Linked DNA regions of Mus musculus: all the other regions are linked to region 1. The links are chromatin contacts, called in public HiChIP or PLAC-seq and promoter capture Hi-C maps. All regions are on one chromosome and are shown on one strand. Each heading gives the region's core, a stretch centred on a gene start, on an enhancer-like site or on the middle of the called end of the contact. The rest is flanking DNA. Distances are from core to core; before and after follow the strand shown.

The links. Promoter capture Hi-C pulls out the DNA fragments that hold promoters and counts their contacts. HiChIP or PLAC-seq counts read pairs in DNA pulled down with a chosen protein or histone mark.
Region 2: an H3K4me3 HiChIP or PLAC-seq map of bone marrow-derived macrophages shows a contact between it and region 1, with 5 times the contacts expected there. The contact joins the enhancer-like site here to the promoter of Hexa in region 1. A contact is called at or near these places in 6 of 39 promoter capture datasets (the HPC-7 cell line, cranial neural crest, frontonasal cranial neural crest and 3 more) and 3 of 115 datasets of contacts at active chromatin or transcription factors (bone marrow-derived macrophages and pancreatic cancer cells).
Region 3: a promoter capture Hi-C map of the 3T3-L1 cell line shows a contact between it and region 1, with 6 times the contacts expected there. The contact joins the enhancer-like site here to the promoter of Hexa in region 1. A contact is called at or near these places in 9 of 39 promoter capture datasets (the 3T3-L1 cell line, 3T3-L1-derived adipocytes, the HPC-7 cell line and 5 more) and 2 of 115 datasets of contacts at active chromatin or transcription factors (embryonic basal ganglia and embryonic limb bud).
Region 4: a contact with region 1 is called in a promoter capture Hi-C map of embryonic stem cells, with 2.4 times the contacts expected there. The contact joins the promoter of Hcn4 here to the promoter of Hexa in region 1. A contact is called at or near these places in 2 of 39 promoter capture datasets (cranial neural crest and embryonic stem cells) and 3 of 115 datasets of contacts at active chromatin or transcription factors (astrocytes, craniofacial prominence and embryonic stem cells).
Region 5: an H3K4me3 HiChIP or PLAC-seq map of bone marrow-derived macrophages shows a contact between it and region 1, with 4 times the contacts expected there. The contact joins the enhancer-like site here to the promoter of Hexa in region 1. A contact is called at or near these places in 12 of 39 promoter capture datasets (the 3T3-L1 cell line, 3T3-L1-derived adipocytes, the HPC-7 cell line and 9 more), 3 of 484 Hi-C or Micro-C datasets (the G1E-ER4 cell line, embryonic fibroblasts and reprogramming fibroblasts), 5 of 115 datasets of contacts at active chromatin or transcription factors (the NIH/3T3 cell line, bone marrow-derived macrophages, embryonic basal ganglia and 2 more) and 1 of 9 other capture datasets (embryonic stem cells).
Region 6: an H3K4me3 HiChIP or PLAC-seq map of embryonic forebrain shows a contact between it and region 1, with 2.6 times the contacts expected there. The contact joins the promoter of Cd276 here to the promoter of Hexa in region 1. A contact is called at or near these places in 5 of 39 promoter capture datasets (the HPC-7 cell line, cranial neural crest, embryonic stem cells and 2 more) and 5 of 115 datasets of contacts at active chromatin or transcription factors (bone marrow-derived dendritic cells, bone marrow-derived macrophages, embryonic forebrain and 2 more).

Annotation. Positions count from the first base shown.
Region 1 is chr9:59,537,506-59,541,135 of GRCm38.p6, reverse strand. It overlaps Hexa (hexosaminidase A), which reads right to left and starts at 1,596. Exons shown (of 14, transcript NM_010421.5): 1 at 1,160-1,596. The coding sequence starts at 1,412. It also overlaps a transcript of Tmem202 not described here.
Region 2 is chr9:58,977,525-58,981,020 of GRCm38.p6, reverse strand. It overlaps Neo1 (neogenin), which reads left to right. Exons shown (of 28, transcript NM_001042752.1): 5 at 2,260-2,396. Among named protein-coding and RNA genes, the nearest start is that of Neo1, 57 kb to the left of the region's middle. Within about 2 kb of position 2,235, at least 41 of the 459 cell types and tissues checked have an H3K27ac peak or open chromatin away from gene starts, as enhancers often do. A contact at or near this core is called in the HPC-7 cell line, bone marrow-derived macrophages and pancreatic cancer cells, where this site is marked.
Region 3 is chr9:58,930,654-58,934,541 of GRCm38.p6, reverse strand. Neo1 (neogenin) reads left to right here. Exons shown (of 28, transcript NM_001042752.1): 8 at 3,367-3,586. Among named protein-coding and RNA genes, the nearest start is that of Neo1, 100 kb to the left of the region's middle. Within about 2 kb of position 1,436, at least 2 of the 459 cell types and tissues checked have an H3K27ac peak or open chromatin away from gene starts, as enhancers often do.
Region 4 is chr9:58,820,907-58,824,702 of GRCm38.p6, reverse strand. It overlaps Hcn4 (hyperpolarization-activated, cyclic nucleotide-gated K+ 4), which reads right to left and starts at 1,754. Exons shown (of 8, transcript NM_001081192.3): 1 at 407-1,754. The coding sequence starts at 1,191. It also overlaps a transcript of Rec114 not described here.
Region 5 is chr9:58,897,610-58,901,233 of GRCm38.p6, reverse strand. Neo1 (neogenin) reads left to right here. Exons shown (of 28, transcript NM_001042752.1): 21 at 2,001-2,069. Among named protein-coding and RNA genes, the nearest start is that of Hcn4, 76 kb to the right of the region's middle. Within about 2 kb of position 1,438, at least 10 of the 459 cell types and tissues checked have an H3K27ac peak or open chromatin away from gene starts, as enhancers often do. A contact at or near this core is called in bone marrow-derived macrophages, where this site is marked.
Region 6 is chr9:58,553,079-58,556,835 of GRCm38.p6, reverse strand. Cd276 (CD276 antigen) reads left to right here and starts at 1,803. Exons shown (of 8, transcript NM_133983.4): 1 at 1,803-1,814.

The DNA of each region.
Region 1 (3,630 bases), core at 347-2,846:
CTCTGAAAGTATTTTTATCATTATTTCTCGTTATGTAACTCTCCATTCTCCACACACTCTTATAAATGTCATCATGAAACTCTCTTCCTCTTTGAAAGCAATAGAATCAAAGGCAACCCAGTCTTCTCCAAGAATAACTACCAGGTCACTTAAGAGTGTCTCTGACAGCCCAAGGTGGCCTCAAATTCAGTATGTGGCCAAAGATGACCGTGGACTCTTGATCTTCCTGGCTCCACCCCACCCCCATCCCCAAGTCTGTGTGCCGTCGAGACAGCTCTTATGAGATGCAGCAGGGTATTCAAGCCTCGTTGCATTGCACTTTACCAACTGAGAGAATAGAGGTTTGATGGTTAATCCTTCCCAGCCCAGCTGCCTGACCTTAGCTGTGTCTCTCCTCTATTTCAAGATGCATTTTCCATTTCCAACTCTGTGACAGAAGGGGTCTGGGTTGAGACTATAAGATCCCTGCTCCTCCAGCTTCCTCCAAACCAGAGTCTACGCCAAATCCGAAAACCTGCAGCTCATCTTCTCTTTTGAGGATCTTTGGAAACAGTAAGGATGATGGAGATGCCTTGCGGGATGACAGGGTCTTCACTTTCAACAGATGATTTGGAATCGTCTGCCTATGTCTCCGGAAGCTCTCTGCCTTGTGTTCTGATTCCTCTCACACTTTTACTAACCAAGTTATGTGCCAGACACATGCTGGGCTCAGTTCTGCAGCCCTGGTCACTGCCTCACAGGGACCCTATGCCACTTGAGCATGTTCTATAAAGGATCATTTTAAATGTCTATTGCCAACATATTGTCAATATTCTAACAGCCTGATTGAACTGTGGCCCTACAGTAGGCATTTCTTAAGAAAGAAAGAAAGAAAGAAAGAAAGAAAGAAAGAAAGAAAGAAAACCTAAATGCAGTTCTCAAAAGGAGGATTAGGGATAAACTGAGACCCCAAGAAGTCACATCAATGAAGGGGTGCTCGGGATAGGGGCTGGGCTGGGGAGGCCAGCTAGCTGGATAGAGAAAGCAAGGGGAGAAACGCGTGGGAGGTGACTGACTGGGCTGTGCAGAGGCCAACGGGAGGGTGTCTGGGAGCCGGGCCGGGGCTGACCCACGCACGGAAGGCGGCTCCTTCGGAGGGAAGAACCGGGCAGTGACTCACTTGAGAAGCTGGGTCGGGGCCAAGAGCCGGAACCGAAGAGCAGGTTACGGTAGCGTCGAAAGGCCTCGTCGAGGACGACGCAGCCCGCCTGCGCGGCCGAACTGACATGGTACCGGAACTGGAAGTTGTTGGGGTACAGGGTGTAGCGCCGGTGGTAGGTTTGGATGTACTGGGGCCACGGCCACAGTGCCGTGGCCAAGCAAGCCAACGCCGCCGCCAGCAGCAGCGAAACCCAGAGCCTGCAGCCGGCCATGGCCCACCGGCCAGCTCCCCTTCCAGCAGGCTGAGCCCACGTGAGCCCCGGTCAGCTGAGCGGCGCCCGCGTGACAATCGGAGGGTCACGTGAACGGGAGGGAAGCAAGGCGGGCTCGATCTCAGAGATCCGTAAGCAAAGGATTCTGCAGCTCCCGACCGGGTGGGCGGTGAAGGATCGATCCCCGCCCTGGCCAAGCCTCTGTAACCCAAACCCAAGGGATGGGCTGGGAGGGACAGGCACCGCCCCAGGGCATGGAGAACTAGCCCGGAGGATACGGGAAGAAGGAAAATGAGAATCCAATTTGCAGTGTCAACTGTGTGAAAGCGCACTTGAGCAGTCTTTAAGTAATCAGCCCCAGGGGTCTCAACATGGAGCAATTGAAAGACGTCCCAAAGTGTTGAAAAATTGTTTGTGGTGATTCCTAGTTGTGATACCAGAATTAGTGAGGGAAAGGCAGGAGGATTCCTGTAAGTCTATGGCCAGTGCGGGCTATCTAGTGAGTGCCAGAACCCGGTGTGTTAGCAAAAGCCTGTAACCCGAGTGTTCAGTAGGTCAAGCCAGAAAGACTGCTGTTGTAAGTGCAGAAGCCATGTTTACTTCTATAACTGAGAAGAATTTATGAAAATTTCTCTTAGCTAGAGGTGAAGCTCAGTGCTAGATAACTTTATTAGCATGATTGAGAACGCAGGTTCAATCTTCAACCCTGAAGTGAGCAGGAGGAACAGTGGAAGAAAAGAGAGAGAACTTCCACTTTGCTCATTAATTGTGCTAGACTTGGTATCCCAGAACATGGCAATTTCCATAACCATAGTCTTAAGGCTTGCAGTGATCTTTTTTTTTTCTTTTTTTTTAAAGATTTATTTATTTATTATATGTAAGTACACTGTAGCTGTCTTCAGACACTCCAGAAGAGGGCGTTACGGATGGTTGTGAGCCACCATGTGGTTGCTGGGATTTGAACTCCGGACCTTCGGAAGAGCAGTCGGGTGCTCTTACCCACTGAGCCATCTCACCAGCCCTTGCAGTCATCTTTTAAAAACAAAGCTTTAGGAGTCTCATGAAGCCCAGGCTGGCTGCTGTACAGCTGAGGATGACCTTGAACTTCAAACTCTCTAGCGTCCATCTCCTGGGTGCTAGGTTTACAGGTAGATTATGCCTAGTACACCTGATACACAGTCATGGGGTCTGAAACCAGGGCTCGTGCATGATAGGAAGACAAATGCTCTACTGTCTGTACTACAACCTAAGCACACCCCCAGCCTCTGGACTCTGTGTTTGGGGCAGCATGTTAAGTGTGTGGAAGTACATGTGTGTATGCTAACATGTGGGCATACGTGTTGCTTGTGTGCGATGTTGTGTGTCCTTCCTCCTTAGTCATGTTGAACTGAACTACCTTCTTGATTCCCGCAGATCACGGCTCTGCCAGCCATGGTGGTTGCAGAGACCCGAGTACCAGAGGATTTCACCAAGTACACTGTGATTATAGAATAGATGATGAACTGGTGACTCAATCCATTCTTGGGGTGATAAGGCTCAGGAAGGCTAGCATCCTGGCTGATACCCTCCAAGGAAGCCTCGTCATCCTGCATGTATGCTGTGAGGATAAGGGCTGTGTGAGGCATCGGTTTGTCTCCATTGCTTTTACAGGGTTCGTTTTTTGGTCCCTTTGCTTGTCCATGTCCCCATCAGACCACATGGTGAATGAGACCATTGTAGCCTTACTGCCTAAGCCAGGACTCTGCAGGCAGGAAGTGTTCAGCTGTGTTTGTCCAGTGCGTGCATGAAGGAAGCACTTGTGTTAGATTTTGCAAGCCCAGCCTGACTCAGTGTGTAGGGAAGAGACCAGCCTGTGGAGGGAGGCAACGGTCAAGGAGAAACAATGATGTGCTCACTCAAGGATCCAAGGTCCCAGAAGAGCCTGGCACAGAGCAGACATTTCATGAGTGGATGTTGGATGACTAATATGGGCGAACCAAAGTGGAGATCTGTGGAAGAGTATGGGAGGCACTAATGAACTGCTGTATCTGGCTAGGAAAAAAAATTCATGCATGAGGAAGGATGAGGCTGGATCATGAACTAAGACTGAAGTAAAAAATTACTGAGTCACTCACTCTATACTAGATATGTGTCTTTCTTGTCTTGCTGTTGTGATAAATCATCTGGCACGAGCCATTTAGGAGGCAGGCTGTGGTGGCCCACACCTTTAAACCCAGCA
Region 2 (3,496 bases), core at 986-3,485, 560 kb after region 1:
GAGTAGTAGACATACAATGTGTCAGGTTATAATAAGTACTCTGAAGAAACTCAAGATACAGTATTCCAGGGATTAGAGAGAGGCAGAACGGGGTTAATATTGTATATGGAGTATTAGACAATTGTTCTCATAGAAAGGTAGTTCTCAGGGTAGAGTCTAAGTGACCAATATAAACAAATCATGGTAGGAAAGTCACGTTTCCCCAGTTTTATTTGAAGATTTTTTTTTTTGACAGCAAATGGTTTTTAATCCAACGTGAATATATTATGGTGAATAATATTTCTATGAACTCTGTGGCTAAACCAGGAGACTTTGAAGAACAAGTACATGGTTGTTCTGCCTCTAGTTCTCTAGGCACTTAAATACTTATGAGTATGTCGAGGAAAATCTGAGAAATGCTGCTTTCTTGTGTCACTGCCTCAGAGAACGTCAAGACTTAAGGAGATTGCGATGTCAGCACTCTCCATCCTGGCCTCTCTATCTGGGGAGGCCAAATGTTCAGCAGTGTGTTTTTGGCTGAATTACTGAGTGTTACATGAGGAAACAGAAATAGGTAATAAAACAGAGAAGTCCTTCAGGTTGGATGTAGGTAGTTATCCATAATGTCTTTGTTTTTGCCAGCACCTGAGAAGTGTGGGCGGATTATGCCTAATTTATTACTTAGATTTCAGATTTCAATATTAAAGGGGAAAATGTCTAGAAATCTCAATAGTGCTGGGCTATGTAGAAAAACAAGGTATCGTAAGCATTAGGCATCCTTATTACATCTTTGAAAACAAACACACAAGATCACTATAGGGTTTTTTTTTTTAAACAAATGTCTTAGAATTGATAACATTTAAATTTGTTCGTATATGTTAATATAAAAAAGCAGATAGAATGAGGGATGTGGAAATGGTTTTGTAGAGGAACCCAAAGAATGAGTGCTAAAGCAGGAGGTGAGCAGCAACAAAGTATATGTCAGTGATTGGATAATACCTTCTCTTAGAAGACCGTAGTTCTGAGTGCAGGGACAAAGAAAGGGCTTGCTTACCATACTACAGCTCTTGGTGGTGTGATGGCTCACGCTTGGTGGTGTGATGGCTGGTGTGATGGCTGGTGTGATGGCTGGTGTGATGGCTGGTGTGATGGCTGGCTCACGCTTCCAGGACCATCAAGTACAGGAGTGGATTCTTCAGAGTTTCACTTTTCAAGACTTCATTTCTAGTTAGCACCAGCCTGGAAACAATAGTGAAATAAATAGTGGGTGGGGGAGGGGGGGGGGGCTTTTGGGATAGCATTGGAAATGTAAATGAAATAAATACCTAATTAAAAAAATAATGAAATAAATAAAAAAAAGCTTTAAGTGGCTGCTTTAATTGCATACCTGTAGATTTATATTCCTTGCTTTGTTCAGATATCTTTGTCTATTGATCTAGTTCATAATTCTCCAGATGAACTAAACTTTTTAACTTTAGAAAAATTTGAGAATATTGATTTTCAATTATTTCTGTTATAGGATTGTTGTTTTTTATGTAAATAGGCTTCTATCACCGTAGATTTATGAAAGTATTCATCATCTTTATTGTAAATGGAGTGATGGATGTTGGCTGATTTGCGCCCAGTACACACCCTGGGAGTTACTCAGTGGCATCTGTCCTTCCCTTTTCCTTCCTGTCTTTTTTTTTTTTTTTTAAATACAAACCCATCCCTATCCCCACCTCCTATTTCCTAGCCAGGTCACCATAGGAAACTTTCAGTTGGTGGCACCACCTCATGACTCGTCACCTCGTGACTCGTCGCCTCGTGACTCGTCACCTCATGACTCGTCACCTCGTGACTCGTCGCCTCGTGACTTGCTGCTTGAGTTAACATTTTGCCCTCTGTATTTTTCTTCCTGTTAGTAATCTCATCATGGCGCAGCTGTGGTGAAGTTGGTCTTAGATTGGTTGCAAACTTTAAAATACATAATTTCCATTAAGCGACCAGAATAGGGAGACAGCGATACACTGGAGGAAGTTGAATTGGTCATAAAAGTAATAACTCTTTGGGAATAGCTAGAAGTGCCAGAGATTGTGAAAATTTATTTGTACACGGTGGCATTTATGCATATAAAATAAGAGCAAAACAAACAAATTAAATTCTGATGATTTTTTTGTTAATCTTAGTCAGCTTGTAGCCATCACTATAACAGTGTTTGTGTGCTATTATGGGAAAAGCCTCATAGGAATTCTTTTCCTCATGCTGAAATGTATCGTTTTGTTTGTGTGTTTAATCCAGCTCTGGCAGGTTGGTCTTGCTAGCAGGAGGTTGCTTGGAGATCAGTGATGTCACTGAGGATGATGCTGGGACTTATTTTTGCATAGCTGATAATGGAAATAAGACAGTTGAAGCTCAGGCGGAGCTTACTGTGCAAGGTATGTAAATATTTACTGTGAAATTAAAAATGTTGTTTACTGTCCAGGTCTACTGATTAACAGTAATATGAGAAAGGCAGTACATCATAATCGTTAAAATGCAAACGTCTAGACCGTATCACTTGAATTCAAATTCTGAGTCTGCATTTCACAAATACAGCAATAGAAATTTTTCTTTTCATATATGTGTATGCAGTATGTGTGTATGCATGTTCACATGTGTTTGAGGAGCACATGTTGGGGAGTGCATGTCTAGTCCTGAGACTGATAGCAGAGTCTCTTAGTCAAATCTAGAGCTTGCTGGTGAGGTTACTCTTGCTACCCAGCTTTCTGTGGGGATTCTGTGTCTCTGCCTTCCAAGGCTGGAATTACAGATGAGCTGCCACGTGCACCTGACGTTTGTGTAGGTTCTGGGATCTAAACTCATCCTCTTCACTTCAGCAGTTAAAGCACTTTCTGAAATGAGTTTGTTAGAGAAAACTGTAGAGAAGTTTCACATAATTAAAATTTACCATCTTGCAGACCAACATGTTATTGACACAAGAATAGGAAATAAAAAAGAATGAAGTCCAACTATTAATTGCAGTACTGTGACCACAGTTGTCAGGATCAGAGCCTGACCCTAGCAGCACCAACAAGCGAGGATTAGCCACCTGTCTTCAACAGGCCAATTAAAGAGAAAAATAACAGTGAAAAGCAGAGAAAGAAGATTTACTCAGTGGCCATAATGCAAAGAACAAATAAAGAAGTCTAGTGACCTCCACCTCTCAAGTCCTGAATTATGTATGCCCCCAAACCCGGAAATTGTTGTTAGGAGCATCAAATTAAATACATCTCTCATACTTGTTAGCTTCTGGTTTTACTTCACTATTTCTCTTCGTGGGAACTTTTCTTCATATGGGTATGGACAAAACTTTAGGGTTTTGTGGTGTGCATGACTCAGCAGTCCTGGTTAAGGTGGGATCCTGCCATTCACTACTGACCTTCATTATCTGGGCTCCATTCTTTTCTGCCAGATAGTCTGGCATACACTAAGAACTGTGCGAAATTTCTACTTGGGCGGAAGCTTCCTCTTCAGAGCCGAGGAAGGTACCAAGCTT
Region 3 (3,888 bases), core at 187-2,686, 610 kb after region 1:
GATCAGACTTCTGAGAGTCTAATGCCAGGTGGTTCCTTGTCAGCGTATTTAAAACATAGTACAATATGGGAAAAGGTTTCCAGGCAACAATCAGTCCAATTCCAGATGCACAATAAAGCTTAAGATGTTGGCTACATAGAAACTCCTTTTCAAAGTACATGTAACTATGAGGTGGTTTCCATAGATAAAAGGCCTAGAATCTAGTGTGGTCTCTGACCAATAGCATAGAGGTCAGCAGACCATAAGGGATCTCCCCCAAGGTAATGGTCTAGAGGGGGAAGAATCTGGGATAAACATTCTGTGCCATCTCCCTAAGGATGAGTTGAGGGATGGAAGAGTCTGGGGAAAGCATTCTGGCACATTTGGGTGAGGACTGCCTCCACAGTTAGCAGCCCCCACTCTCAGCTTTCTGGATGGAATGCAGGTGTGTGATTTCTCTCCTCCACTGAGGAGAAATCACACCCCTTCATGATTAACATTCCTGGTTCCCATAATGCTTCTCTGGAGTACCCTCGTACCCTCCACAGGAAAGGAAGACGTTAGTTCTTCTACTTACACACTTGTGCTTGTTGTAAGTTGTTTTTATAATTTACTGTGTCTTTACAATAAAAAGCATGAAATTACCTCCACATGGTTGAACAGCCTAGCAGCTTCCAGGCACAGGAGCTCTTTTCAGTAGGCTCTCTGCAGTACATGATCTTGGCTGGTATTTAATCTAGGGTGTCTAGCAAGGACTACTGTCTGGGAGAAAAAGATTGCAGGATTAAGATTTAGAAGTGTTGCATGCAAACAACATAGGATTCTCCTGTAGAATTGTCAGATTAGCACTAGGCTCCCATGTATCTCTTTGTCTCTGTGTCTCCCTCTGTCTCTCTAATACACACACACTCCCTTTTTCCCTCCCCACCCCCTCCTTTCTGGTATACTTGTTAACTTATACATGTGATGGTGTATGGAGCTGTACCTTCGTTGACACTCATGCATTGTGTAGATCTCACCCAATTCTAGGCAACGTCACCATGAACATCCCTGGAACTTAACAATATAGTAGAGTTCTTTACATGAGGAAATAAAGGGCTACCGAGAATGAACCTTTCCCAAGACACTCTTGCAGTTTGAAGGAATTTAGAAACTACACACACACACATTTTGTATTTCAAAATGAAATTTTAAATGTGCCTACTCACAGCTCGCTTCACTGACTTAAGTAGGTGTCAAATTAGAATAATTGGATCCTCTTAACCAAGGGCAACATGTCCAGCACAGAACTTAATGGTTTCCACCTTCAGAAACAGCTTCAGGTGTGTGTAATGTGTTAGTCAAGTGAAGGTATTGGTCCCAGACTGGCCTGTGTCTGTTGCTATAAACATGGACAGTGTGAACAAAGAAGCAGAAAGGCTCGTTCTTTTGCAGAGAGCCAGAAAGATCCAGAGTACAGCACGAACAGTATGTCCCCTGCACAACAGTCTCTCTAGGCTGGGGAACTAGATTGGGATCAACCAGTAGAAGACTGTGAGCCCTGTGCTGAGATTTTCAGGCTTATACTATGGGAAGTTTTGGAGCAGAGTGAGTGATCAGATCTTTGAACTCTCAGGAGTAAATTCTAATGTCAGGAGGACAACAAAACAGCATAATTTTTCAAAGATTGTAATTGCATATACTTGGCCTCAAGATCTGTGGTTTCACTTAGGCTCTGAGCTGCGATGACTGATTTCTAAAAGTCTTGGAGTAGTTTCCAGATGTTTTAATTTTGTGGAAGACTTAGATAGGTTGTTTTAAAATCAAGTGTTTGGTATAACAGAAATGCCCTAGAACGCTGTGAGCACTGCTATTTTATATCAGACTATGTGTCTCAGTATATTTGTGCTTATAGCTGAAGAAAACTTTATAATGTTACATTTTAATAGACTAACTCTTCCAAGGATTAGACATAAAAAGAGAACAGAAAAGAATAAGTGATTCCTAGTGACACAGCCACACTGGAAGTGAAGTTTCCATTTCCTGCTGGCTACATTCAGGGTCTTTACACTACAAGTCAGAATTTGGTTATTAGTCTACCACTTGCTATGACCCAGGTTGTATCTCCTTTAAATATCATCCTCTGTAAGACTGAGACAATATGGCAGTACAGATTACAGAATTGTTGTAATGATTTACTGGTCCACATAAATGAGGCAGAGTTCCTTGTGGAAAGTGCTCAGATACCTCTAGGAGACTGTTTGCCTTATTGCCCTACCACTTAATTCAAAACTGTGTACAAGGTAAGAGTGCTTATCTAGGCTAGTAGAAGCCCTGTGCTCCATCTCCACAAACGGCAGGTATAGGAGAAATGAAGTCTACAAATTATTTTCTTCTCTGACTGTTTCCTACCAATTTTCCCAGGAAGTTTGTAGTAATTTCTCTTTTTCTAGCATGAGGCCCTCTCTGAGGGGTGGGGTGGTATGTGTGTGAGCGAGATTAAGTTTGAACTTTTGTCTCTAAAAGGGAGATTTAGGTTGAGTACAAGGAATAAAATTTCTAAAATCAGAACTATCTCATAGATAGGCCACCTCAGGAAGAGCAGGTTGGCTACAGCTGCTTAGTGCTAGCATTACTTCATCTCTCGCACCCAGTACTGCATTCTGGAGCTGTTAACATGGTGGTGAAGATCCTGGCAGAGGATCCTAAGTTACCTATATTGTTTTTGTGGTCTTGGAATTTTGGGTTCGGTTTTTTATAGTGATAAAACTAAATGGATTGACATAAGGACAATTGAAGTGTAATTTATCAAGATGAGGAAAGTTGTCACTTCCCTGGGTATTGCCGATGTGGATAACAGGCTAAGCATTAAAGTTGGAAGTGTAGCTTTCTAATCTGTAAAGCTGAAAAAATAAATGAAGTCATATACCCCTACCACAGACTTTCCCCTGGGGCCCTTTGTAGAGTGTAATGAGGAGTATCTATACTATAATCATTATAGATAGGTTTTTCCATGTTTTGGTAAAGTAGAAAATACTGAGAGTTATATGCAGAGTTTGACACATATTGCATGCTGCTTTCAATATTAAGAAGATTGCCTGGGCACTGCTGTGTCGTCATTTAAGATGTGTTATTCTCAGCTGTCTTTTCCCTGTTCCTTATCCACAACCCTTATCAGATCAGAAAATCTGTTCCACAGTGATGTGTCTTGAATATCCCCATTAGTTTGCAGTAGTTACCCCAGCCTGCATGTTAGCCTTCAGTTTAATGGCCTTTTTTATGTTCATTCATTTTATTTTATTTCCCATCGTGGTTTTGTTTATTTCTTTTTTGTTTTTTGTTTTTCTGTTCTCTTTAAAAACCGTCGTGGTTTGCCCTTCATATTCCCCAATGTTTGCACATGACAAGATGTTGCCATCCCAACATTACCTCCCACTTCACTGACCAGTGCCACTACTGACCATCTAGCACCAGCCACAACGGGACCATTACCTTCAGCTCCTCGAGACGTCGTGGCCTCCCTGGTCTCTACTCGCTTCATTAAATTGACATGGCGTACACCTGCATCAGACCCTCATGGAGACAATCTCACCTACTCTGTGTTCTACACCAAGGAAGGGGTTGCTAGGTAAGTGCTGCATGTTTCGAGCCAGTGGGCTGCATCTTCTTACACCCTGCCTGGTCATGCTCACCCTGTTTTATTGTGCAGGGTGTTTTGTTTTGGTTTGGTTTTTTACCACTTTTCAGTCCAGAAAACAAGATTGTTGAAATATGTCTTCCCCATTATTAGGGGAAGTGTTATTTAGGTCATTATATAAACTCCAAGCACATTGAAGTCCTAGCAGTTTTTCCTGCCTTTCTGAAAAAATTGGAGAAAGTAGATAGAGCTGTTTAGGTGGAAGCATTCAGGTATAGCCTGGACTGTGCCTG
Region 4 (3,796 bases), core at 505-3,004, 720 kb after region 1:
TAAGATGGCTATCTCCCTCCATGGCCCTTCTCTGCAAGCTGAAGGACCTAGAGCTGTCTCTAGGACGGCCACCTTGACTCTGCAGCCTCTAAGGGGGAGGTGCGTGGCTTGGACAAGCAGTGCTCTACCCTGGCTGCAAGCATGGCTAGGCCAAACTCAGAACACCTTTGAGCTTGCCTCCAAAGTGGCCCAGACCCTGGAGGAGAGAAAACAGGAGCCTGAAGACTGAGGAAGTTCCCAGTGTACTGCAGGAGGTCCGGGGGTTTCTGGGACGCTCCAGGCATCCCACTTCTCTTGGAGCTCCCAGCGCAAGGAAGTAAAGTTAACTCGGGCTGGGAGGCTGGACTGGGAAGAGAGCCTGCAACTACACAAGGCATCCACTGGCATCCCCAACCTGGCCTCTTACCTGAAGTCACTGTAGGGGTGGATAATCCAAAACCCTGCTGACTTAACCCTCTCCTGCTCGCGCTCCACCGCTTTCTGGCTGCCGAACATCCTTAGGGAGAATTTGTTGACCCCAGGTTGCAGCATGGCACCGAACTGGCGCTGCATGAAGCCGCTCTGGCCCAGGCGCACCTCGGCCTCGGGGAGGATCTGGTCGCTGGCGGCCGCGCCTCCCTCCACTTTGATAGCGGTGTCCGCCGAGGGCTGCTCGCAGGAGGCAGAGGCCGGCTGCGGCGGCTGCTGGGGCGGCGGCGAGGCTGCGGGTTGTGCCGCGGTGGCCGGGCGCTCGGGTTCGGTCGCCAGGCCCGGGGGCGTCCTGTCCTCGCCGGGGGACGCATCGCCCTCAGCGGCGATGAGCCGCCGTTCCTCCGCGGAGTCATGCAGGTGCCCGAGACTGCTGCCGCCCCCTGCTCCACCACTGCCGCCGCCCCGGCTGCCCAGCGAGGCCAGACTCCCGCGGAAGCGCCTGCAGTCACCGTTGGTGCTGGACTTGCCGGCGCTGCGGCCCGGCCCCTCGCTCTCTGTCGCCCCGAGGGCCGCACCCCGGGACTCCGAGCAGCCCGCAGCCACCGAGGGAGAGGGCGAGGGCAGCGGCCGCAGCCGGATGCTCCTTCGGCTGGGGTCCTGGCGGCCCCCGGCCCCTTCTTCCTCACCATCCTCTTCCTCGTCCATGATCCACGCCTTGGCCCCCACCTGCTGCGGAAGGCTGTAGAGCCGCTTGCGCATGGACGGCGGCAGCTTGTCCATGGTGCCAGGGATTGGGCCGGGGGCAGCGGTGCGGGTGCGGCACGGGGGACCCGCTCCAGGTGCGCCTGCCAGTGAGGACGCGTCCTTCGCTGCCTCACGAGCCCATGATCGCGCGGGCTGCGCGCCGAGGGGAGGCTCCTAGTCCGGCTGCAGGTCCCCGGGTTCGCCGCGCTGCACCTCCTCCCGGGCCCGGCTTGGGCGCGGGGACCCCACGCTCCCTCCCTCTTTTCCCTCCCTCCTGCGATCAGGGGCGCGGCGCGCGGCCCGGCTCCAGGCGCCCCGCCCCCGCGGGGAACAATGGGCGCGGGCAGCGGCGGCGCTGCGGCCACCGCGCTCCGGGAACCGCTCCCGAGCGCAGAGCGCACTGCCCGCGCGGTTCCCGGGAGTGCGTCCGGCGGGTGTCTGGGGCTGTCAGCGCGTGTGACCGCCCGGGCTTTGCAGCTGGTCACCCGGGTTCTCGCTTTGCCTCCTCTAGCTGAGCCCAGCCGGCCGAGTCCTGGGGACTCCCGCCGCAGCGGAGCGGAGCCCAGCGGCCCGCCGGGCTTACATCAGCCTCCGCCTCTCCCGGAGCGCCCTCCGGCAGCGCTCGGGCTCCCGCGCCCCGGAATATTCATGAAGCCGCCGCAGCTCGCGGGTTGCCATAGGAGCGGCTTCTGCAGCCCGGCCTGCCTACCTGGGCTTCTTAAAGGGGCAGCGGCGTCCCAGCCCAGACATAGAGGGGGGCGGAGGGGGCCGGGCCCCGCGAGGGGCGCAGGGCGGAACCTCGCCAGACCTTAGGGACTGAGGTAGGAGGTGTCCTTACTCCTGTGCGCGTAATGATTCCTGCTGGCCACGGACTGAGAGCTCCCGCTGGGGCTCAAGATTTGGGGGCGGGGTTTCCCAGTCTCTCCCGCGAGCTTCGGGCTTTCCTTGCCTAGCCCGCTGTCTCCACGCTAGGGTCTCCGACCCTCCTCCGGGGAGGCGTGCCGGTCGTAAGGCTGCGGAGCGGCTGCTTTCCCGCAACTCGCCTGGAGAGGGGGTTTCCGGAAAACGCTTCGAGTCCGGGCGGCTCCCAGGGTTTTCCTGAGCCAGGGGCGGGGGGCGAATCCCGCGTGGGTCTTCCCCGGCGCGGCGAGGAGGGCTTGCGGGAAACTCTCCAGGCGCTCACTGGGCGCGCGGGTGGACCCACTTCTGCGAGGTAAGACTTCGAAGAAATGCGCCGACAGTAGCAGTCACAGATGCGGGATCCCAGCGCCGGACTTCCCACCACCCACTCCCCAGCGCCTTTCCCGGAGCAATTCGATGTGGGGTTCCCAAGACCAACGGGCTGCTTCCAGAAGGCTATGGGCAGGCTCCTCTGGCGACCTGACACTCTGGGGAAGGCTTTGACTCCCTCGCCTTGTGCTTCCATTCAGTCGAGACATCTGTGTGCACCAGCGTTAGAGGCTTCCATCTCCACCCAGACACACTCTTTAACCGCCCCAGCCCCCATTTGATCCCTCTCTTAATGCACCTGGGCGTCTTCTCGCTCCCTGTATTACATTCTCGATTTAAGGGCAAATCCCAAGCCTAAGGTATAGCTTAGGTATCCACACTTTAGTACAGCCCAACACCCAACATTAGCTCACAAAAAGGTGAAGGGGCGGTTCAGAGGGAGAACTGGCCAGAGAAGGTTGGAGTCTGTGTCAGTAGAGAAACAGACCCGTGGGCAGGAAGGCAAAGGGGTCCTCTACTCTGAGGAATAGCATGAAGTTTACATTTGAAATCTTAGCCCGCTTGTGTCCACACACACATCCCGAGTAGGGATTTGGAAGGCAGCAGGGTTTGGGTGGTGGGCCTTTTCTGCTCTATCCACTGGACCACAGAACTTCGCATGGGGGGTGGGGATGTCTAGGGTGATGACATCACCCGGAGCTGGCATTTCTACTTTTGAGCAGTTCTGAGCTGACAGTTCCCTGCACAGATGCTGGGAGGCACGATCTCTCAGTGTCCTTGGGTCTCCTTGAGGAGTGCTCTTAACTGCCTGAGAGCCCTGTCTGCCTGGTGGTGGATGAAGACCTCCCTTGCTACAATTTCTCTGATCACCAGAAACCACCCTGCAGTGACCCAGCTGCAGGAAGGCACTACACACAAGGCATCTTTTCCTGACTAACCCAAATATTGGTCATGTCTCCACTTCTGGTTCTTATTGAGTGAGTCCCCATTAATCTGAACATCAATGACACCAGGCAGCCCTTGTGCCTCTGGATTAAGTTCCTTGTGTGTGTGGGGGGGGGGGGGAACAAGACTAACTTAATCTCAAAAGCTTGGGCACCACCACAAGGGTGTACAAAGAGCAGAACAATTCTACCAGAAGCAAGGGACCCTGAAAGTTAACTACTGGTGATAAAGGGAACCCCGGGGTAAAGATGAGGATATGACTAAGATTCTGTTTCCTAGGAACCACTGTCCCATGCTGGCCAGGGGCCTCCTGTTGACTCTTCCTCTAACACCTCACTCACCTTCAACTAAATTAGCACAATCCATATAGAGCCAACTCTGGGTATAGATTTGACACTTGGATAAGTCAGACCCATAATAACCCCCTATTGAGGCTGAGGCTTTTTCTGTATCCTCCATATAAGGA
Region 5 (3,624 bases), core at 189-2,688, 640 kb after region 1:
GGCATAGTGTTTTGAGTGTAGAAGCATGAGATTTCATAAAGCGTTACGCTGAATATGCAGAGAATGTAAATATGCCTTGCTGAATACGCTGAATATGCAGAGAATGTAAATACGCCTTGCTCTTTCATTTGATAACTGTTAAGCAGCACTTTGCTGTTCTAGTATTCAAAATTTTTCACCTGTTGGTATTTAGGGTACATCCTTTGAATTTCTTGGTTATTCTTTAAATGCTAAATAAAATATTGGGAAATGCAGGAATATAAACCAACTAAATCTTGGCAAACAAGGTGAGTTCAGTGGCAGCTTTTTGTTTGTTTGGTTGGTTGGTTGATTTGTTTGTTTGTTTATGTGATGTGTTCTGGAAAGTTTAAATGTAGCTTACGTGATAATCATGAAAATTTAAATATAAAGAACTTAAAATGCTGAGTATCTCTGCCAGTTAGATTTTGCCTGATGTGATAGCATATGAAGAACAACAGGAATCTTGAGGCTTACATAGTGTGTGTCACTTGGGAGATGATAGCCTCAGAAGTAAGAGGATGGAGTAGTTAGTAGGAACAATGGAAAAGGGGTCAGAGACTAAATTAAATCCTAGACTATGCCCTAGAAGTTCTGAAACTATACTGTAGGATCCAAGAACAACTGTTCTTTTCTTGTATAGATTTTTTACTTCTGAGAACATATCAAACATTATAGTTAGCCTCTAGATTTATTCTATTAAATGAAGTACTTATACAACTTTATATTCGGGCTCCCTTTGTTTCTTTTAAAATATGATTCTTTATAAGAGGAAAGAGGAATTAACATTAACTCTGTTTTGCAGAAATAAATGTATTTATACATTTCTAGTCAAGCTTTATTTGTGAAAATATCTCTTATAAGTGTTTACTAGAGCTCCGTGTACTCTGCCTCCATAAAGAGGAAGAGGACATCCCTGAATTTATGATGTTTGTAATAGTTAACATTTATTGATCATTTACTACACACAGAGCAGTATTCAGTGTCTCATGGTCTTAAATTTCCATTTGGTGTTGTAAACAGATGTCCAAGTGACTAATTACATGACTTGCCCCACAGCAAAGCACTGCCATGTAGTGGAGCTGGTGTTCACGGGCAGTCTTGTAAGCACTGCGTGCCATTAACGGTCAGGAGCAGCTTTTACTTTTTATGCTTGCTGGCCTCTTCTCAAGAGCTTGCCACTGCTTTCTGGCTAGTAACTTGGAATTGAGGAATATCTTTATGGAGGAAGAAAGAGAGAAACTGAAAACTAAGAATAAGGATTATAAAACAGAAATAAAATAAAGCCTGGGGTTTCTGCCTCTTTGAGGTCTGCTGCTGGGGAGACCTCACTCATTTGAACCTGTGACTATAGGAGCTCAGATGACAGTGTAAGCAACCAGAAGGAAGGCTTGTGTTTTGTTTGTTTCTGTTGCTCAATTCATAAGTGACAGAAAAGGAAGTGAGAATCTGATTTGAATCTCTGCTTATCTTCCTGCTCTTGCTTAAGTTAACTTTATACTTGAAAGGACAACTTCATAATCTGGGGGGGTGGGAGGGGGAGCCAGAACAATACTGATACTAGCCATGCCAGATCAGCATCACCAGGTCCTTTGGAGAATATACTTGTTTGGTACAAGCATCAGCCTCACTTACTCCCTCAGTCCCTTTTGTTATAAAATAATCTACTACCACATGTCCTCTCTGACCATCACTTCCTGGGCTAGAGAAATGGGAGGGGGTCCCCCACTTCCTGAACAGCAGATTGGTAGTTAGGTCATGGCCTTGAAACAGAGGCACCAGTCTTCTAGGTACCTCCTTACACTGCAAGCTGTGTCTGTGTACCTTGGCACACAATCTGTAGTTTCCCATTATTTGTGTTGTTTCATTTTCTTACGGAGTAGACTGAAGTGTTTTGTTTTTAGAAGACACTTAACTAGCTGTGGAATGGACTGTCACATCTACATGTTGGGTTTTTACTGACGTGATTTCTTCTGCTTCAGCCTTAGGGTCAGCAGGAAAAGGAAGCCGACTACCAGACCTGGGATCTGACTACAAACCTCCAATGAGTGGTAAAACCCCCTCTAAGACTTTTTCAGCTTTCTGTGGACATTATGCAGTTCTGCTTAAAACTTTTAAGTATGGTTTATGGCTTCAATGTTGGCTTATGGCATGTTAATGTGGTTCATTTTAATTATCGGACCTACCTTTGGCCATTTTGTGGCAAGTACTGCTGAATTACTAGAAGCCTATTTTCATCATAGAATCCTGTCTCTCTGCATAGCTAGCTGGAAACAAGACTGATTCCTAAACAAATGATCTGTCTCCTACTACCTCGAGAGAAAAGAGTTAGACTTTGAAACACTAGCCCTCTGGTAGGATCCCCGTCACCCAGCAAAGCCCGAGAACCGCTTCAGAATCTCAGCATCTCCCCTACTATGTTTTTTTAAGTCTGGGACTTCTAGGGGAAAATACTCTACTTTTCTACCATTCTGCAAGTTATTACCCTCAATTTTATAACACTTCATTCTTGGTGATGGAGCATAGTTAAGAGCACAAGCTGTTCTTGCAGAGAACCTGGGTACAACAGGACCCACACAGTGGCTTGCCACTGTCTGTAACTCTAGCCCAAGGCATCTGCCATCCTCTTCTGGCCTCCTTGGGTTTTGCATGATGTGATCTACAGACATATATGGGCAAAACATTCATACTCACTAAATAAAAGTCAGTAATTTTTAATTTTATTAAAAAGGCACTTTTCTTACCATTTCTGAGTTTACTCTCACACTTGAACTCACCACTGATCCTCAACTCTGGGATGTAGGGAGAACAGATTGAAGTATTCCCAATTAATACGGTAAAAAAAAAAAATGAGTGGAGAAGTGTCATCTTTGACTCCACTCTTATTCTGTCATAAAACCAGAATTCAGACCTCTGTGCTCCGGTTGTGCATTTTGTCACTGTCGAGTGCAGTCTGAAGTGCAGGGGATTCTGTACCAGGTGTAAGAGTCCAGGTGCAAAATGTCTAAAAGGCAGTTATTAAAATTGATTTTTTCCCCACTGTCTTATCACCTCTACCTAGCAGGCATACGAGAATACCTTCTTACTCTCCAGCTATCTGTCTAATGCCCATACTTAAGGGAAACCCACTGATTTTTAGAAGAGAAACTTGAATGCTTCAAGATGTTTTATACTACACTTGTCTAGCTATTTCTCCTTCAAGCATCTCTTGTATATTGGGCTATCAACAGTAAAGTATCAAGATTGTGAGAAAGTAGTTATTCCTTTATCTTCTTACATTTATGTATCCAGTTGTACATTGTATTTTGAAGGTTCAGACTCTATAGCAAACTATAGGAGGAAGAGAAGTAAAAAAAGTACCTGATAGGAAAAATAGGCACACTTTATAAAAGAGGTCTTATCTACCCCCTATCCTAAAGGGTATATGAAATCCTAAAGGCTGTAGAAAACTGGGAGCAGAAGCAGTGCTCAGCAGGTAAGAGCACACTTTCCATTCATGTAGCAAATCGAATGCAGTTCCCATCACTCACCATGAGTAGCTCACATCCACCTTTAACTCTGGTTCCAGGGATCCATTGCCCTCCTCTGTCCCCCACAGGTACTCAC
Region 6 (3,757 bases), core at 554-3,053, 980 kb after region 1:
GACTGAATCGCAGCTGAATGGTCCTTGAGACACACTATAATGCACTCTTTGTTCAAGTTGTTTCCCTTTCCTGGGGGGCGTCAGAGCTCCTTGAACTGAGAACCAATGCTCATTATTTTCTTCCCTCTCGGACTGTGCTCTTGAGCAAGGATAAGAAAAGCCTCTGCATTGTAAAGTGTCCCTTCACCACCCATCACGGTTGAGTTGGGAAGCTCATGGACACCTAGCCTGGTAGACACAGCAGAAAAAAAAAAAAAAAAAAAAAAAAAGACATCCTGTTTCAGGCAAGATGGAAGTCAAGGATTAATACCCAAGGTTATCCTCTGACCTCTACATGAGAGTCTTGGCTCAAGGGCAGGACCATGTATACAGGTTTTTTTTTTTTTTTTAATGCCAAATTTATATTTAGAAGCATAGACATAGCTATATTTGATCTCAGCACACAAATTCAAGGACATAGAATAGTTCTGCCTCTCCCTAAGAGCTGGGTGCCCTCGGGTGAGCTACTATAAAGCCTGTGTCTGAATCTCCTTATCTGCAAAAATGCGAGTAACAGCACTCACTTCACTGAATTTGGGGGATTAAAAGAGATAAATTGTGAAGAGCTTAAAATAGTAGCTGGCAGAAGCCGAGACCCGTGTGGATTCACGATTATTTCCTAAGCTCTCTCTGACAGCTGCTGTCACTTGGTTGCTAAGTCTGCAAGCAGTGCAAGGTTGGAGTCCCTTCTTTCCTTGAGTCTCAATTTTTTTTTTTCATCTGCAAAACAGAAATAATTTCTACCTGGTGGGACCCTTGGGAGATCTATGGAGGCCAGAGAGGAAAGCATGCTGCCTTCATTTGAGCCCACAGAAGGCCCTCTACGCTGTTGCTGTTTCCTGTCTGTGTAATGGACAGATACAAACACAGGTGAAGGGATGTTGGCAAATTCCAGACAGACTTAATCATCCTTTGCCCTCCTCTTGTCGCTGCCTGCAGCTAGATTTTTTTTTTTTTTTTTTTTTAAGGACATAGTGAAAGGGGATGGGGATAGATAGATGGCAAAGAAAGGGTTCAGGGTTGAGGGCACCCAGGCTTACTCTTCTCTACAGAACCTGGGCTAGCCAGCAGCTGGCATGCGGCTGGGATAAAAGGGTTGAGAGCAGCGTTAGTCCGGTTGCTGTGGGTGTAAGAAAACGAGGAAAACCATCTCAGTGGAAATTGCCCTGTGGTTGGCTCAGGCGCCCACGACACTGTATTTATAGAGAGCTCCCAGCAACTCGGAATTCTTCGCTGTCGAGTTAACCCTTTCCGAGCCGCGGTGCTGGCCTGGTGTCGAGGGGAGAAATTCTGGACTGAATGGGGACAGCTGGATTGCAGCGGGGCTTGGAGCCAGCAGTTCCGAGGGTGGGAGTGGTCAGTGGCCGGTCACCTGTCCCCTCTCACCGAAAAAGAAACTTCGGCTCTTGGAAGTGCTAGGATCCGTGTGGGGGATGGGCAGCGAGTAGCCCAACACCTCCTCCTCCTCCTCAGAGTACTGGGTCTTCCCCCGTCGGGGTCCAACAAGGGTCTGGGTCGGGGCGGGTCCAGACCCCGGGCCCTGCCCAGCAGGCGGGCTCAGGCTTCACCCTCGGATCTCGCCGCAGGGCCAATCCAGCCTCTGGGGCGCACCCGGGCGGCTTTTCCGGGCCCCCAGCTTCCTCTGGCCGTCCCGCCCCTCACTCTCGCCCCCGGCCCCAGTCTGGCCGGGCCTCGCGGCGGCGGCGGCACCAACAGTGGCGGCGATTGGGCTGCGCCCCGCCGCGTCCCCGAGTCCCGGGAGTCGGCGCGGCGCGGTGAGTGCTTGCGTGGCGCGGGGCGGCGTGGGCTGCTGGGTCCACCTTTGTGTGCGGCGGCGCCTGGACTGCACGCGCTAAGGCGCCGGGTGCAAGGAGCTGGGAACTCCGCGGCCCTTACCCGCAGGGCACCGGCACCCTGATCCACGATGACCGCTGGGGCTCTAGGGTCCGGAGTAGCTGAGAGCACCCCTGCTTGGCCGCTCCCTCCTCGGGGGGCTGAGACCCGCTGGGATTTGTGGGATCTGATGACTCCCAAGTCTGGGGCTTGTGGGGCCCGAAACGGGGTGGGTGACTGATTATTCAGGCCCTGGGTGTGGAGTAGGGATGCAGGCAGGTAGGTCACTGGGTTGATGGTTCTTGAAGCTTAAGGAAGCTGCTAGCCAAGACTGGAAGGGAGGCATTCTCCGGACTTTGAGGAAGAAAACACCATGAATGCCAGCTCTGAAAGGGGAAACTGCGGGGGAGGGGAGCACGAGGTTAGGTGGTCCCCTGTTCTTGGATCTGAATGGTGAAGAGGGACCAGGTCTGCAGAAGAGCACGAGGGAACAGGTTCTGGGAATAGCTTTAAAGGCTCCTTCGAAAAATAAAAGACTGAAGAGGAAATGGGATGGGACAGTTTGGGCTGTCTTAGGTAAATGGAGATGGATGGAGAGGAGGTCTGAAGGAAGGTAGGGAGAGGCTGGAGGACCAGGGTGGCACATAGAGACGAGAAAATTGAATCCGGCTCTCCAGGGCCCTTTCTTACTAGGCCCCAGTCAACCAGTCGCAGATTTCGGAGCTTGAGGCAGTGGCCTGGCAGAAAGGGAGTTTTATTTCCAAGCCAAACCTGTCCTAATGAGAAATGTATGGTGGGTGACTCAGACCTGAGAGCTTATCACTGAAGGGAAATATTAAGCAAACATTAGACCCGAAGTTTGTATGTGCGTGACCGGGGTTTTGTGTATGTGTCGGGGAGACACCTACTTAATTGTGAAAAATTATTTCCCTTCAAATTGATTGTGGGCCATCTGTAAATGAATAGTGATTAAATTAAAACCCAAATCCTTAAAAAAAAAAGTTTGGGTTTTTTGTTTTTGTTTTTATTTTTGTTTTTTTAAGATAGTACCTCACTATAGATTTGGCTGACCTTGAACTCACATAAATCTACCTGCCTATGTCTCCCAGATGCTGGGACAAAGGCATGCACCACCAGGCCAGCTCAAAGACTTTTTTTTTTTTTTTTGAGTGTGTAGTAGTTACTTTCAGTTTGAGATGCCAATGAAAGTGTCTGAACAGTTTGAGAGCTATTTATTTAACTGAGCCTCCTTTCTCATTCCCTTTGTCCTCCCAGAAGTCCCTAGGACTCCTACTGTTTAGCAACAACGACATTCTGAGTAGTTTGGGGACCTGTAAATAGGTGAATCTGAAATCTGTACTTGAAATTGAAACCTAAACCTGTCTTATGGGCTTGGTTGACTGATGGGCAGGCCAGGTGTGGAGGGCTGGGGAGCTAAGGGCTATGGAGTGGTGGTCTACCCTTCCACCTTGCTTGGGAATGGGAATATTTTGGAGGTGTGTGTTTTCTTTGGTAGCTGGTGTTCTTAGTCTTCAGCACTAACTCTTGGTTAACTGTGGCCCGTGGACGTCTTCCCCCGTGTTACAAATACATCACCGTTAGCTGACACAGGGTCCTGATATCAGTGCCATTTTCATTGTGTGGCTGGGAAGGTAGCTCAGTTAGTAGAGTGCTTGCCTAGCACCCATGAATCCTGAATTGGATCACCAGCCACCAGCGATGCACAAACTGGTCATAGTGGCTCATGGTGGTAACCTCAGTGTTTAGAGGTAGAAGCAGGAGGACCAGAAGTCATCCAAGGCTACATAGTTCAAAGCTCGCCTGAGATACACGAGACTTCAGTCAAAAGGAAAAGAAGAAAGAAGTTTGCATACTACATCACCAC